Linked DNA regions of Mus musculus: all the other regions are linked to region 1. The links are chromatin contacts, called in public Hi-C and promoter capture Hi-C maps. All regions are on one chromosome and are shown on one strand. Each heading gives the region's core, a stretch centred on a gene start, on an enhancer-like site or on the middle of the called end of the contact. The rest is flanking DNA. Distances are from core to core; before and after follow the strand shown. Region 1 holds the start of Apobec1 (apolipoprotein B mRNA editing enzyme, catalytic polypeptide 1). Region 2 holds the start of A230083G16Rik (RIKEN cDNA A230083G16 gene). Region 3 holds the start of Lrrc23 (leucine rich repeat containing 23).

Region 1 (4,695 bases), core at 1,561-4,060:
ACTCAAGCACACAGACACGCAGAACATAAAATAAATGATAAATAAATCTTTTTAAATTAAATTTAAAATATGGCTAGCAAGGTGGAGGGGATGAGGCACTTGCTGGCAAGTCTAAAGATTTGAGTTCTATCCCAAGGGTCCATGTAGTGGAAGGAGAGAACCCACAGGGCCCAGGAGGAGGTCAGAGACATCTTTCTGGAGTGAGTTCCCTTCTTCTACCTCTAGATTCTGAGAACCAAACTCAGGTCACTAGGCCCAGTAGCAATCACCTCTTGCCCACTGAGTATCTTACTAGCCAGTATTGTTGTGGTTTCTGGTTTTGTCCCAGATAGGTAGCACAGACTGGCCTGGAACTCCTGACCCTCTTCTCTACTTCCCAAGTTCTGGTATCACAGGGTTTGGAGGTAGAGAAATACTACCATACCTGGCTCATGATGTCCTCAGAGCTAATATGAAGAATCCAGGAGCAGAACAAATCAACCACGGGCAGTCCTGAGAAGAGGAAAGAACCATTGTCAAGGTCCAAAAATCTAAAAGCAACCCAAGCAGGAACAAGAGTCCACACAAAGCAAGATCTTTATATGAATTAGGCAGTAAAAACTGACCAATCAGGTACAACAGCAGAGACTCAGGGGATGACTGAATCTGCATTTTAATAAGTATTTAAGCAGATGGCAAGACTGTATTGTATGCAGACCACTACTGGTCGATCAGGGCCCCAGAACAAACTCCGCCAGAGCTGAACTGCAACCCTGAGCCAGAATGTTGCAGGTTTTAAGTCTCTGCCAAGTCATCCCACCAATCAGGATTTAGGGATAGAGGACTTCTCCCTATTCCACCAGTCGGATTTAGGGAAAGAGAATATGTCTTTGTGGCACACTTATCCGATTCTCATTAGTTGGCTATTCAAGTAGATAGGGAGACTTGCCCGAATTCATGTCTCAACTAGCCAACCAGGATGCCAGCCACCCACATACATCTCTCTTTCTGCCAACCAGGATGCCAGTCTCCGAGGGAAGTCTTGGGAGCTTAAACTTTACTTGACCCCTATTCAAAATGGAAGTTTTACTCAAAATGGCTTCAGGTTGGCTCCTTCTTATATTCCTTCTCCTAGTGTTTGTATATCACTCAAGTCCTTGATTATCTGTTTCAGGGTGTAAAGGATTGTATTGGGTTCTTAGGACCACGAGCTTAACTGAGTTGGGAATCAAGGCCCGATGAGGAGCAGGTAGTAAATATGGCAGTCAGCAAAGGGGCCCAATCAAAGAGGTTCTGGATCCAGTTTCCAGCCTGTCTCCCTTGCCCCTCCCTGTCCAATAGGCTTCCACTTCTGGACCACAGTCCAGGGGGAGTCCTTTGTTCCTATGTCCATTGTCTTGAGACCCCGGGGGTCATTACTAGTATCTGAGAGTCTCTGTCATAGTAAGTTTAAATACCTTAAATGCCATATTCAGCAGCTCTCTGATAGTATCTCTCAAGTGTATCTGAGTTAAATATCTATTTTTAGTTATTTGCTTTAAGTTGTTTCTTTTTTTTTTTAAAGATTCATTTATATGAGTACACTGTCGCTGTCTTCGGACACACCAGAAGAGGACATCAGATCCCATTACAGATGGTTGTGAGCCACCACCATGTGGTTGCTGGGAACTGAACTCAGGACCTCTGGAAGAGCAGTCAGTGATCTTAACCGATGAGCCATCTCTCCAGCCCTATTTGTTTTAAGTTATATCTTGAAACATAATTTTAAGCCAGTGATTCTCAATTTTTTTTTAATGCTATAATACTTTAGTATCCGAGTTCTTCACCAGACTGACTATGGTCATTGTTTTATTGCCTCATAAGACAGGAATTTTTCAGTCTCTGGTGTTAAGCTGTGACCCTAATTTTTAGTCTTTTATTTATGCATTAATAAAGATAACATACTAATAAAGACATTACAATAAAATATCTGATAAAATTTAAAATGTTTCATAGATTTATAAATGAAAACATTTTTTAAAAGCTGTTTTTAAAATGTCCAGTTTTGATTTTTTGTAAAATTCCAAAATTTTCGTTAAAGTAGTTTAAAATCTCTCAATTGTGTGTTTTTTGAAAAACAAAGTACCTTTTTAAAGAATGAAGACATGGAGCACAAACCGTAATTCTTAGAAGACAAAACCAAATTTTAACAGTATAAGCAACTTAGTGTTTTATTATAAAGGGGTTAGTTATTATAAGTTATTATAAGTGGGTTATTTTTATGTTACAAAGTTTAGTTGACAGCAAGAAAAGTTCTTGTATAAGAACGCATGGAGATACAGCTTAAATACCTCCTAGTTTTTTCTATAAACTTGGTTTTTAAGACAGATCAGAAATTATATAAAAATCTTATTCCAATTTAAAAGTATCTTTGGAGACCCGTTTCCTTGGCTGGTCCATCCCATGTGTTGGACAATGGCTCCAACCCTGAGTTACTGGTTTTAAGTTAACTTTTTGGTACAGATACTAAAAATTTTTAACCATATCCAACGACTTATGAGCCAATGATCTATAACCAATACATACAGAACACAGAACAGTCAGAAGCAAACACGCACTGGCCACATACATTTATACATTCAAAAACAGACAAAACTTCCCTTACTTCTTCCTGATCTGATTTCAAGGGAGGAGCGCCTTGCTGTTGCTGCCTGCAGAATCCAACGCTCATGGGCACCGTGGTTCTGTAGCGGGAGTAGGCACCGGCTTCCTGACCACAGAAAGCTTAAGAGCTGCTGGTTTCGCTTTTAGAGAAACTCGAACAGCTAGATCAGGCGGCAGGGGTTTGCATCAGGCGAGCAGGAGGCGGGGCTTTACCAGCAGTGCAGGACTCTCAGCTGCAGGCACAGTGCCAGTTTATCAGTTTTTGTTGTTATTATTATTGTTGTTGTTGTCCCGATTCGGCCGCTTCCCCCCACACCCCCCCCCGAAAATCCTTGAGATGGGTAAATACTAAGAGGTGAACAACCAGCAGATGAACTTTGGCCCGTTTTTCCAGATATAAAACACAGAGCAACATTCAAACTAAATGAAACCACAGACACAGACTGACAGACATGGGCAATCCAGCATGCCCAGAACCAGAAGCAAATGTTCCCTCAGTGGAAACCAGTGAAAAGCGGGCCGTCTCCTGTCCTCCTCTGACCCTCGGAGCAGTGCTGCGTCCACTTTCTCCTTTCTTGGGTCCTAGAGAGGCTCCACCAGAAAGCAGAATACAGGCTCACCTCCGGGAGTCCAGATGACTGAAAAACAGTCCGAGGTGCTGCTAATTCAGCTTAAGGGCTCAAGTAGGTTAGCGTTTGGTATCCAAATGTTAGGGTGTAAAAATCTAAAAATAAATAAATAAATAAGTCTGCCAAGTTATCCCACAAATTAGGATCTAGGGATAGAAGTCTTCCCTAGGAACTTGTCTTTGTGGTACATTCATCCTGTTCCTACTGTTTGGTTTATTCGACTGTGGTGGGAGACTTGCCTAGCAATCATGTCTCAACTTGCCAGACAGGATGTCAGTTCAACACTGAGGTCTTGGGAACTTAAACTTATTTGACCTCTGTTCAAAATGAAAGTTTTATTCAAAATGGCTTCAGTCTGGTCCCTTCTCTTTCTTTCTTTCTTTCTTTCTTTCTTTCTTTCTTTCTTTCTTTCTTTCTTTCTTTCTTTCTTTCTTTCTTCCTTCCTTCCTTCCTTCCTTTCTTTTTTTCTTCCTTCCTTCCTTCCTTCCTTTCTTTTTTTCTTTCTTTCTCCCCCCCCACCCCGCCAGACAGGGTTTCTCTGTAGCCCTGGCTGTCCTGGAACTCACTCTATAGACCAGGCTGGCTCAAACTCAGAAATCCACCTGCCTCTGCCTCCTGAGTGCTGGGATTAAAGGTGTGGGCCACCACACCAATATCCTTTCAACAAGGTTTTTACTATTTTTCTCTTCTTTTCTTCTTTTTTTCTCCTACTTTTTGAGACAAGATTTCTTTATGTGGCTCTGGCTGTCTATAACTCTCTATATAGACCACGCTAGCCTCAACTCAGAGTTCCACCTGCCTCTGCCTCCTGAGTGCTGGGATTAAAGGTGTGGGCCACCCCACCAATATCCTTTCAACAAGGTTTTTACTATTTTTCTCTCCTCTTCTTTTCTTTTCTTTTCTTCTTCTTTTCTCCTACTTTTTGAGACAAGATTTCTTTATGTGGCTCTGGCTGTCTATAACTCTCTATATAGACCACGCTAGCCTCAACTCAGAGTTCCACCTACCTCTGTCTCCCAAGTGCTGGGATTACAGATGTATAAAAAGAATGATTTTTGAACTAGGCGATAGTGGTGCACGCCTTTAATCCCAGCACATGGGAGGCAGAAGCAGGCGGATCTCTGAGTTCAAGACCAGCATAGCCTACTGAGAGAATTCCAGGATGGCCAGGACTACACAGAAACCCTGTCTCACATAAACAAAAAGTCCAGATGTGTGTGTGTGTGTGTGTGTGTGTGTGTGTGTGTGTGTGTACAGAAGAGAGTGTAGGACCCCTCAGAACCAAAGTGAGAGGTGTTTGCAGAACACCAGGCTTGTTACATAGTTGCTGGGTTCTGAACTCCAGTGCACAAAATTTAGCCACAGTCACCTCTTACCTGCTGAGCCTTCTCTCCAGCCTCCCTTTTAATAACTTTTATAGAAAGGTCCTGCTTTGCTTTACTAT
Region 2 (4,695 bases), core at 1,507-4,006, 2.3 Mb after region 1:
GGGCTGGATTTGTGTGTTCCCGCCCCACCTCCAGGACCTGAGGGGCCTCCCATCCCCAAGCCCACGGGCAGGGGTTCATGCCGACGCCCCGTTTTCTGTCTTCTGCCTCTTGGGGTCTGCTTCATCCTGTGGAGAGGATAAGAGTTGAAGTAGCTGTACAAAGGAGACTTCCCCGTTCCTGCTGGCCCTGCTCTGGCCCCTGCCTATCCATGCTACCCACAAGGACCTGGGTCCAAATCCAAAGGCCACCCAGCCCTTGATATATTCCTGACAGCCCCTCAGGCTCCAACCCAGCTCAAACCTCCTCTTCAGCAGTTCTCTTCCGCACGGGGCCTTCATCCTCCTCCTCTTCTTCCTCATCTGAGGAGCCAGAAACAAGTCACTGGGGAAGGTTGGGAGGCTCTGGGCACGCGCGCGCGTACACCCACACCCACCCCTTTCTATCCCAGTGTCCAGTCTTCAACTGCTCCCTGGCTCTGCTCTTTTGTGTCTCAACTTTGCAGCCCAGCCTTCCCTACCCATCCCTACCTTCTTCATCCCCTTCATCATCATCCTCTCCATCCTCTGCAGTTTCTTCTTCCTCTTCCTCAGCTCCATTCTCCTCCTCCTATGGGGACCAAGACAAGGGGTGATGGATGTCAAGCCAGCTGTGCTGCCACTCACTGGGTGGTAAAGGGGCCTAGGAGTCTCAGGGTAGGGAAGGAATGAGAAGAGGTCGAGAGAATGGCAGGACCCCAGCACCCCCAGAAGGTAGGGGGGCAGGAAGGATGTTTGGGCAAGCGCAGTCATCTTCCCCCTGCTGCCTTCACACCTCCACTACTTCTTTCTTCCGTTCTTTCCGGCCGGCCTTCTCCTCCACCTTGTCCTTCTTTTCTTTCAGGTCCTGCAAGACAGAAGGTCACCTTTCTCTCAGCAAGGATGACAGACAGCCCTCGAGTGCTTCCAACTCTGCAGCTAGGTCAAAGGTAGTAAGTGAAGGTGGCCATAGTTTGAGACACAACTGGAGTCCTCCGGTCCTTAGATATGGGCCATAATTGGCTGATACTAGAGACTTCTGTCCCCTAGGGCCCCCAGGGATGTGGGCAAGTGATGATAAGTGGCCAGAGTCGCTGAGGCTCCCACCCCATCAAGTTCTTCCGAACCTCCCCTGGCTTAAGAGTTGAGCTCCACAAAGCAAATCCCCCATCTGCTGGCAGCCTGGCTGCCCCACCCCCTCACCCTCTCTGCTTGCCCCCGCTCTGCCTTTTGTCTACCTCAGGGGCCTTTGCCTAAGTACTCTCTCTCCTGGGCATCACTCCCAGCTTCTCCGTCAGCTTCTGGGGTCTTTGTTTCCCTGCTGTGTCTCCCTAATCCTCCTGTTCCTACCTGGCCTAACGGCACAGGGATGTGGCGATCACCCTAACGTGTTCCCACATCGGTTTCTATCCCCAATCTAACCAGTCTCGGCGTTCCCTGCGCGCTCCACCTTCCTGCCGCCAAGGAAGGAGGAAGCACAACAAACAAGTGTGCGCCGGGGCGGGCGGGCAGGTGGGAGTTACCTGCCCAGAGTCCCTCCCACCAGGCTGTCTGCCTTCACTCCAAAAGCCCAGCAGGTCCTATTCTATTCTGACAGTGGGTAAGCCCCTCTGGACACACCAGCCTTCCAACCCCATACAGATCCCATGTCTCCTTGGCAGGGGCCACCTTCTCCTCCGCTCTTATCTAACGTTAGTATGCAACTCTGTGTACACGATCCCAAGTGGGCCGGAGTTCTCCTAAGTAGATCACCCCAGAGGTACGTGTCCTTTCTAGAACAAGACTGAGGTAGAAGAGGTGCCAAAATGACTGGCCTGAGGACACTCCACTCCCTTCTCCCTTCAGGAAGAGCACAAAACACTTGGACCCTCTCACACCAGACATGGTTCCTCATTCTGATTTGTCGTTCCTTCTCTGTCACATGGTGGGTTTGGGCACTTGTATTACCAGGTGGGCTTTCTCATACACTCCCGGGCCAGGCAGGAACTAAGTCAGCTTAGCATGAGCCAGGCCCTGGCCTGAGTTTTCTACTGCGGTTGATGGAGGGGTGAGGGGAAGGGAGAGAGAATACCAGAGACCAAAGTCCACAGGGTTGGCCCCTCTCCTCCTGGGTCCTGTCCTGGTCACTGTCCTTCCATGATCTCTTGTCCAGGAGGGTATGTGACCTGCCCCCAGCTGCTAAGCAGCTCTCTGGCCTCTCCAGGGGCACAGAAGCTCACCCAGGCTAACACCAACTCACACATCTGCAGGGGAGCACCCACTCACTCTGTAGACACATGGCCCAATGTTTGGGCATTCTGGCACAGTCTCACAGGAGCACACTGTAGCCACTCACAAAGCAACAACATGCCTCCAGGACATCTCAGTCAGTCTCCGCATGCACACATGTAACTGACACGGGCGGTCCCACACACTCGCTGGATCTCAGACATACAAAGACGCCTACTCGGTGAAGTCACATGCCACCGCACAACCCACCGGAGGGCCACACAGGCACACCTTATCAGATCTCACATGTCCCCTCTTCCCACTGCCTTTCATCCTATCAGCTCCCTCCTTCCACTTGGACCTCGAGAACTATACTGCGCCCCCCCCCCCAAAAAAAAAAGACTGGGCTCCCAGCCCCCAAGCCTGGCCGCATTAATTTCCCTAAGCGGCACTCCGCAGTTTCCCTGGGGAAATTAGAGGAAGGCTGAAAGAGAGACAAGGGCAAAGGGATGAGGCCGGGAAAGGCAGCTGCTGAGAGCAAAGATAGCTTGACGTATGGTCAGGCGATGCTGAGCTCCAGCTTTTTCGAAGGCTCGTTTCTCCGTCTTTCTGATTTTTAGAAATTCAACATGAGGGGAGGCGATAATGGAAAAAAAATGGAAATCGGTAGTAGAGGAAGAACAAATGAAGATGGGCAAAAAATTTTTTTAAAAATTAAAAAGGGGGGGTGGAGAGGAGCAGCCCTTCAGGGACGAGGACAGACGGTCGGGCGGCAAGGGGAGGAGCCGAGGAGTAGCCTCCCGGGAGAGTCCTGTTTACACTTGAGGATCCCAAACCGCTTAGCAGAGGAAAGGTGAGGTCATAGTGGCAAGAGACCTGGGGGCTCGGCTCGGACATGGGGCCCGGGAAGCTAGAGGCGCCGCTCTCCGACGAGAAGGCGGACCGGGCAGAGGCGGGCGCGGCAGGCAGGGCACGAGAGGGGTGGGGATGGCGGGGCCGGGCGCAGGCCGGGCGGTGAGGCCCGAGCCACGGCGCGCTGGGCCGCTAGAGGGCGCCGGTGGTGCCGAGCGGGATAGGCAGCGCCGGGCTCCGAGCGGGGGGAGGGCGCAGCGGGGTCCGCGGGGACCGGGCGCCAGGGCCGCTCGGGGCCGTCGGGGGCGACCGGGCGCGAAGGACCGCGCCGATCCCGGGGCCGCCCGGGTGCCGCGCCGCCGCCGCCCCTGCCCGTACCTTGGCACTCAGCTCGGCCGCTGCCTCCACGCTCTTCTCCGACATGGTGCCGGGGCCGGGGCTGGCAGGGAGCCGGGGTCCCGGGGCCGAGGCGGAGGAGCCCTGGACGGCGGAGGGTGGCCGCGGCCGGAACTTGGCGCGGTGGCGGCGGCGGCAGCGGCAGCGACGGCCGCTCGGCAAGCTGGCTCGCTGCAAGAGGCGGCAGAGGCGCGCGGGGTGGGGCGGGGGTGGGTCCCGAGCAGAGACCCGCAGGGCTGCGGCCGTCCGGAGGGCGGGCGGGCGGGCAGGCGGGAGGACGATGCGGGCGGTGGCCGGCGCGCTCCGGTCGCGGTCGCTCGGTCTTGCTCGCCGCCCCCGCACCAGCAGAGCTGCCGCCGACCAGCCGCTGCCGCCCCCGGGAAGGGAACCCGCTTTTAAGGCGGCGCTGCCCGACGGGAGGGGCTTCCCAGGGGTGGGGCAGGCGAGAGCGGGGAGGAGAGGAGAGGGGAGGGGGATGAAAGAGGAGGTTGGAGAGGTGGGGATAGGAGGATGAAAGCGAAGGGCGGGAGAGCGAGCGGGACAGGAGGAAGGACGAGACCGGGCGGGGGAATGGAGAGACTGACGGTTCGGGAGCGAGCGGAGTGGGGCGAGGAGGTGGGAAGGGGTGGGGTTCCTGCGGGGAGACACCGCTCCAAATGCCAGCCTACTGCCTGCAAGCTGGAGTCTGGCTCCTGGGGGCGGACTGGCCAGACTCCTGCTGACCTCCTCCTTTTAGCCCTGGGATTTTGCTAAAGTGGGGGTGCAGGGAGTGGGGCTGTAGATGTAGAGGCTGGGCAGGTATTTGAGAAACCAAAAGCTGAAAGGAGAGGAAGAAGGCTGCAGAGCCACTTCCATTTCTCGCTCCTGTCCGCCTTCTCTAGGTGGCCTTGAGGAGGAAAGTGAGAGTACAAAGGACAGCCTGGGCCTCTCGGCTGGACTTGACATTTGTGGTCCTTGTCGGGTTCCTTCCAGTCTGTTTCGGGGGATGTGAGGGGCCCTCTGATGTTCTCGTCTGCCTCTTTATTCTTCTCTCCTCTTACCTGTCTCACCTCACTTAATTGCCTGGTTCTTGTGTTTCTCTTCACCTCTTCATTCATATAGACCGAGACCCCTCCCTTACAACCATCTACATCTCTTATGTCTCAATTTACTTTGCTCCAGATAACACTGTTTTCTTACCTGATTATCACCTGGCCCTATAAACTTAGCTAATTTTCAACTCTT
Region 3 (4,695 bases), core at 1,260-3,759, 2.2 Mb after region 1:
AGCACTCATCCATAAAATGCATAAACCAGCTAACCTTTAAAAATCTTATAAAAATAAAAGACAGAGAGACAGAGACAGAGAGAGAATCTTCACCCAAGCCTTCTACAATCTTTCTCCAATCTATTTTTCTTTAGAATTTATCTCCTTTTTGAGTTATGTTTTCTGTTTTGTTTTTTAGACAGGGTCTCACTCTGCAGGCCAGGCTGACCCAGACTGGCTTTGAACTTCATCAACCCTGTTCTTCCCCCAGTGCATAGGGATGATGGTTGTGAGCCTCCACACCTGGCTTGTATTTGCTTACTATGCTCACAGTTATCTGCCTAGCATCCTAAACTAGAATGGACTCTCCATAAGAACAGAGATCTTTGGCTTTGCTCATTGTTGTGTTTCCAGCATGGAGAATTGTCATAAAGAATTTTATGAGGGGCTGCAGTGATGACTCAGTGGTGAAGAACCCTGGTGGCTTTTCTCAGAAGACCTGGGTTCAGTTCCCAGCACCCACATCAGGCAGATCGCAGGAAGCAGACATTGTCCTCTGGTCTTCTGCAGACACCTGCACATACCCACGTACATGTAGTTAAAAATAAATTTAAAAAAGAATACAATTAATTTTAATAAGTGTCTCTCTCTCTCACTCTCTCGCTCTGGTTCTCGCTCTCACTCTTTTTTTGGGGGGGGGGGCAGGACTAGGCCCTGTATAAGTATATAGACAAGTCTTTGCTGCTGAGTTGTATCGCCAGTCCAGCGTGTGTCTTAACAAATGAATGCCTGTATCCAGATGACTGCGTGGCTCAGCCTCCAAACATATACTGCCTGCTTCTGTCAGCTCCTCACTAGGAAGGGAAGGTCTGTGTATCTCTTCCTAAGGACCCACCTTTGAGATCCAGGCTTCCCAGACGGGGGTGAAAGATGCCTTCAGTGTCTATGATCTGGTTGTAGGAAAAGCTGGCGATCTGCAGGTAGGGAAGTTCATTCATCCTAGCACTCCGAAGCTGATTGCCATCGGCCTTGAGCCATAGGAGGTGAGTGAGACTGTTGAGCGGCGATATGTCTGTAATATGGTTCTCAGAAATATCCACATAGCGAAGATGGATATAGGAGCGCAGTAAGGAGATGTCTGTGAGGTCCCTAGGAGGTGGGAGGGGGGGGGGAGAGATCCACCGGAAAGGATAAGAACCCAGAGAGAAACGGCACAGGTGCTAGGACAGAGAGCAATGCAGAGAAGCCTTGTACTGGGATGACAGAGACGGAGGGGAAGAGGAGGCAAGTGGGGTTTTCTTCTTGTTTTTCAGTGCAGAGATCAAAACTAGTGCCTTGCACATGGCAGACGACCTTTCATACTACTAAGCTACATCTCGGAGCCAAACAGAGACTCCTCCACAGAAGCTTCAGTGTGTTGTTTTTGGTGCTGGGAATGAACCTGGAGCCTTGTGCATACTAGGCAAGTTCTCCACTGCTAAGCTACCCTCCCAGTCACCTAAGAGTCCCGGACGGACGTTCTGAAAAGCGAAGCCCACCATGTCTTCCCATGAGCTCTAGCCCAAACACTCAGGAATGAGAGAGGGAAGGCACGAGATGCTCCCGTCTCGCAGTCCTCACCTGTCCTTAGCCTCCAGCTTAATATAAGCGTGAGCCAGTCCACTGCCAATCTTGCAGAGTAATGAGAGCCCTTCCTTCATCATGGCCTCCGTGATGGGGGTGGGCAGCCACTGTAAGAGGTGGGGAATACAGGCATCCCTCTCCAGCTCCCCTCTAGTCCCGAGCCCCGGGAGCCCTCCTGAAGCAGGCTCTCACTTCCTCAGAGGCTTCTTCTGTCTCTTTCCTGTAGTCTTCCCATTCCTCTATCTCCTTGTCACTTTCCACTTCATCCTGTTCTGCATCAACGTCATCCACATCATCTTCATCCGACATCTTTCTCTGCCCTGCGCTCTGGAGTCAGATGAGACTCAGTCCTGGTCCTGAGAAAGAAGGTCTTAGCTCCCACCCCCCCAACCCTCCAGTCCCTCACCTCCAGCTACAGGTGCCCTATACAGTCTGTCTCCTCTGAACTCCCACTTGTGCATCTTTCCTCATGCTGGAGACCGTCTTTGGACTCCCAGTCTCTGCTCGGAGCCTCCTCCCACTCCACCCCTGCTCCCTTCAGGACACTTTCCCACACTCCCGGACTGTTCCTGCTGTCACTTGCCTCCAACAGTGTCCCAGCAGCCCAGCGTCCTCCTTCCTCAATTCCCTTTGATACAGTTCTACATGTCCTCCTAAAATCTCCCCTACCTACTCCTCCTCCCCTTCTTTACCCACACCTCACCTCCGGGTTGGGTTCCCTTCCACCCCAACCCCTCTTCTAATGCGGCCTCTTTGCTTAACACCACCATTTCCCTGACACGAAGTCTTCAACCCTCCAACCCAGTTCGCCTTCAGAAGTGGGCGCAGACCCTGACTCTGCTCCTCTAGAAGTAGTTAAGGAGAGGATCTTTGTGCTGAGACGCCAAGACTGTTTTTTTGGAAGACGCAACGGGGTAGCCGGAGTTATTTATTGTTGTTATGGCAACAGGGGCGGGACGCTTAGCTTTGCAGCCAGCTTCCGTTGAGAGTTTAGAGTACCTCAACCGCAAAGCAAAAACCCTAACGCCCCTCTTTCCACCCTCAGCGGGTAGCTCAGTAGTTGCCAGGTTACGAGGCCAAATTTCTAATCCCAGGAACCAGGAGAAGGCGAGAAAAGAGTGTCAAGGAGTTAATTGTCGGCGGACATAAAACAATGGTCCAATATTAACAGCAGCACTGAGAAGCGGGAGGGAGGCGGGGCTGGCCATTAAGTCCTTAAAGCAATTAGATGTCCGGATGCAAAGGAATTGGGCTTTAAGACTATACCTAAGAAGCAAAAAGGAGATGGATGAGGGGGGAAAGGCACGAAGAGAAGCAAGAAATACTAAGTTATGGGATTTGTTGCTGGCCGGGTTCCGCTCATTTACTTCGAAGGTGGCCTGGTGGTGCAAACCTTTAAGACCCAGCTTTGCGACCCCTGCGACCCCCTCTGGCAGGAAAGATAACTCAGAGATTAAGGGCCCTGGCTGTTCTTCTAAAAGACCCAGCTCTATTCCCAGCACTCACAAACCATCTGTAACTCCTGCTCTAGCGATCTGATGCCATCTTCTGACCTCTACACATAAAATAATAAAATTAATACATCTAAAAAATAAAAGGTCTGGCTTGGAGTCTTGGTAGATCTGCTGATTACTAGCAGTCCTCTAGAATTCTGTAGAATAAACGTAACGTTAAGAACTGGGAGGAGTCTGCTGAGTTACTCTGTGTCTTCGCTGTTGCTGTTTTCCTCTGAAGCAGCAGACTTTCTATGTAAGCCAGGCTGCCTCGAAGTCACTCCTTTCCCAGCCTCTTAAACACTGGGATTACAGGTGAGCGCAACCATGCCCAACTAACACTATCTTGTGGAGTCTAAGGAAAAGAGAATGCTTGATACAGGAACACATGGGACTAATTGTTACCTGCTTTATATAAAATGCAAATTGGAGGCTAGATGGCTCAGGGGTTGAGAGCACTCGTGCAATTGCAGAGTTTTCAGCACCCACAAAAGGTGGCTCCCAACCATCTAGGACTCCATCTCCAGGGGATCCAATGTCTCTGGCCTTCATGCACATACTCTCCCCACCCACACACACATACACACACAACCATACACTTGGGTAAACTAATCTTTTTAAAGATTGCAAAGTGGTCTGATGGAATATGTGTGGGCTGGAAGTCAGAAAGTGTTCCTTTGGATCAGTCGAGTTTGGGGAACGTAATCGACAAATCTGTTCTCTTGGTGTCAAGGAACGGGAGCTCTAGCAACAGCGGTAGCTTTAAAGCATAAATCCTGGGTTCCAAACAGCTCTGCTACTCAAAGCTGTGTGTTCTTCAGCCTATATCATCTATAAATATATTGCTGAATTATGCATGGTGGCACACGGCTGTGAACAGCAGCTGTCTGTAAGCTGAAGCAGGAGAATGGTCTGGGCTAGGCAGGGCTACTTCAAAATGAAACAGCGTTTATCTCAAAGAATTAGAGAGTTTTCCAAAAAAAACCAATGTAAGTGGTTTTGCACTTGGTTGACCCGGTAGTAAACAGATCCCTGCCCCTCCCCCACCCCTTTCCACCCCGTGTTCTCAGTACTGAGGTTATGGCGAGAAAATAAATTAAAAATGATATTTTGAGTCAAAATGTCACCATGTAGCCCAGGATGGCCTGGAATTCGCTGTGTAGCCCAAGCTGGCCTCAAATTCACAGCAACCTTGCCTCAGCCTTCCAAGTACTGGGATTAAGAGGCAAAAAGAATAAACATTAATGTGCTCTGAAAACTGGAAGTGCTTTGCAAATGGAAGTGTGTTAAGTGATACAGTCTTGTAATCCCAGCACTTTGTTGCTGAGGCAGGAGGATTGTTTTAAGTTCAAAGTCAGCCTTGACTACACAGCAAGTTCAAGCCTTGTCACGAGAACGAGAAAGGAGACACCATGCCTGTAGTCTTGTGGAGTGCCACAAGAGCTGTCAAAGTGGCAAACCCAGCTTTTGTGACCCCAGCCGGTGGTTGTAAATGGCAGCTCCTGTGAAAATAGATAGATAGATAGATAGATAGATAGATAGATAGATAGATAGATAGATAGATAGATAAAAACGGCAACTCCTCCTCAGCCTGCAGCCT

The links. Promoter capture Hi-C pulls out the DNA fragments that hold promoters and counts their contacts. Hi-C and Micro-C count contacts between places; a contact is called where the count stands out from the background.
Region 2: a Hi-C map of B cells shows a contact between it and region 1, with 5 read pairs. The contact joins the promoter of A230083G16Rik here to the promoter of Apobec1 in region 1. A contact is called at or near these places in 1 of 39 promoter capture datasets (embryonic stem cells) and 1 of 484 Hi-C or Micro-C datasets (B cells).
Region 3: a promoter capture Hi-C map of embryonic stem cells shows a contact between it and region 1, with 5 times the contacts expected there. The contact joins the promoter of Lrrc23 here to the promoter of Apobec1 in region 1. A contact is called at or near these places in 2 of 39 promoter capture datasets (embryonic stem cells and pre-B cells) and 1 of 115 datasets of contacts at active chromatin or transcription factors (embryonic stem cells).

Annotation. Positions count from the first base shown.
Region 1 is chr6:122,599,634-122,604,328 of GRCm38.p6, forward strand. It overlaps Apobec1 (apolipoprotein B mRNA editing enzyme, catalytic polypeptide 1), which reads right to left and starts at 2,811. Exons shown (of 8, transcript NM_001134391.1): 1 at 2,624-2,811; 2 at 425-492.
Region 2 is chr6:124,914,107-124,918,801 of GRCm38.p6, forward strand. It overlaps A230083G16Rik (RIKEN cDNA A230083G16 gene), which reads left to right and starts at 2,757. Exons shown (of 2, transcript NR_152158.1): 1 at 2,757-3,076. Ptms (parathymosin) reads right to left here and starts at 3,840. Exons shown (of 5, transcript NM_026988.2): 1 at 3,454-3,840; 2 at 812-883; 3 at 529-607; 4 at 302-360; 5 at 1-126. The coding sequence starts at 3,498. The coding sequence ends at 76.
Region 3 is chr6:124,777,218-124,781,912 of GRCm38.p6, forward strand. Lrrc23 (leucine rich repeat containing 23) reads right to left here and starts at 2,510. Exons shown (of 8, transcript NM_001302555.1): 1 at 2,433-2,510; 2 at 1,795-1,929; 3 at 1,600-1,709; 4 at 875-1,128. The coding sequence starts at 1,911.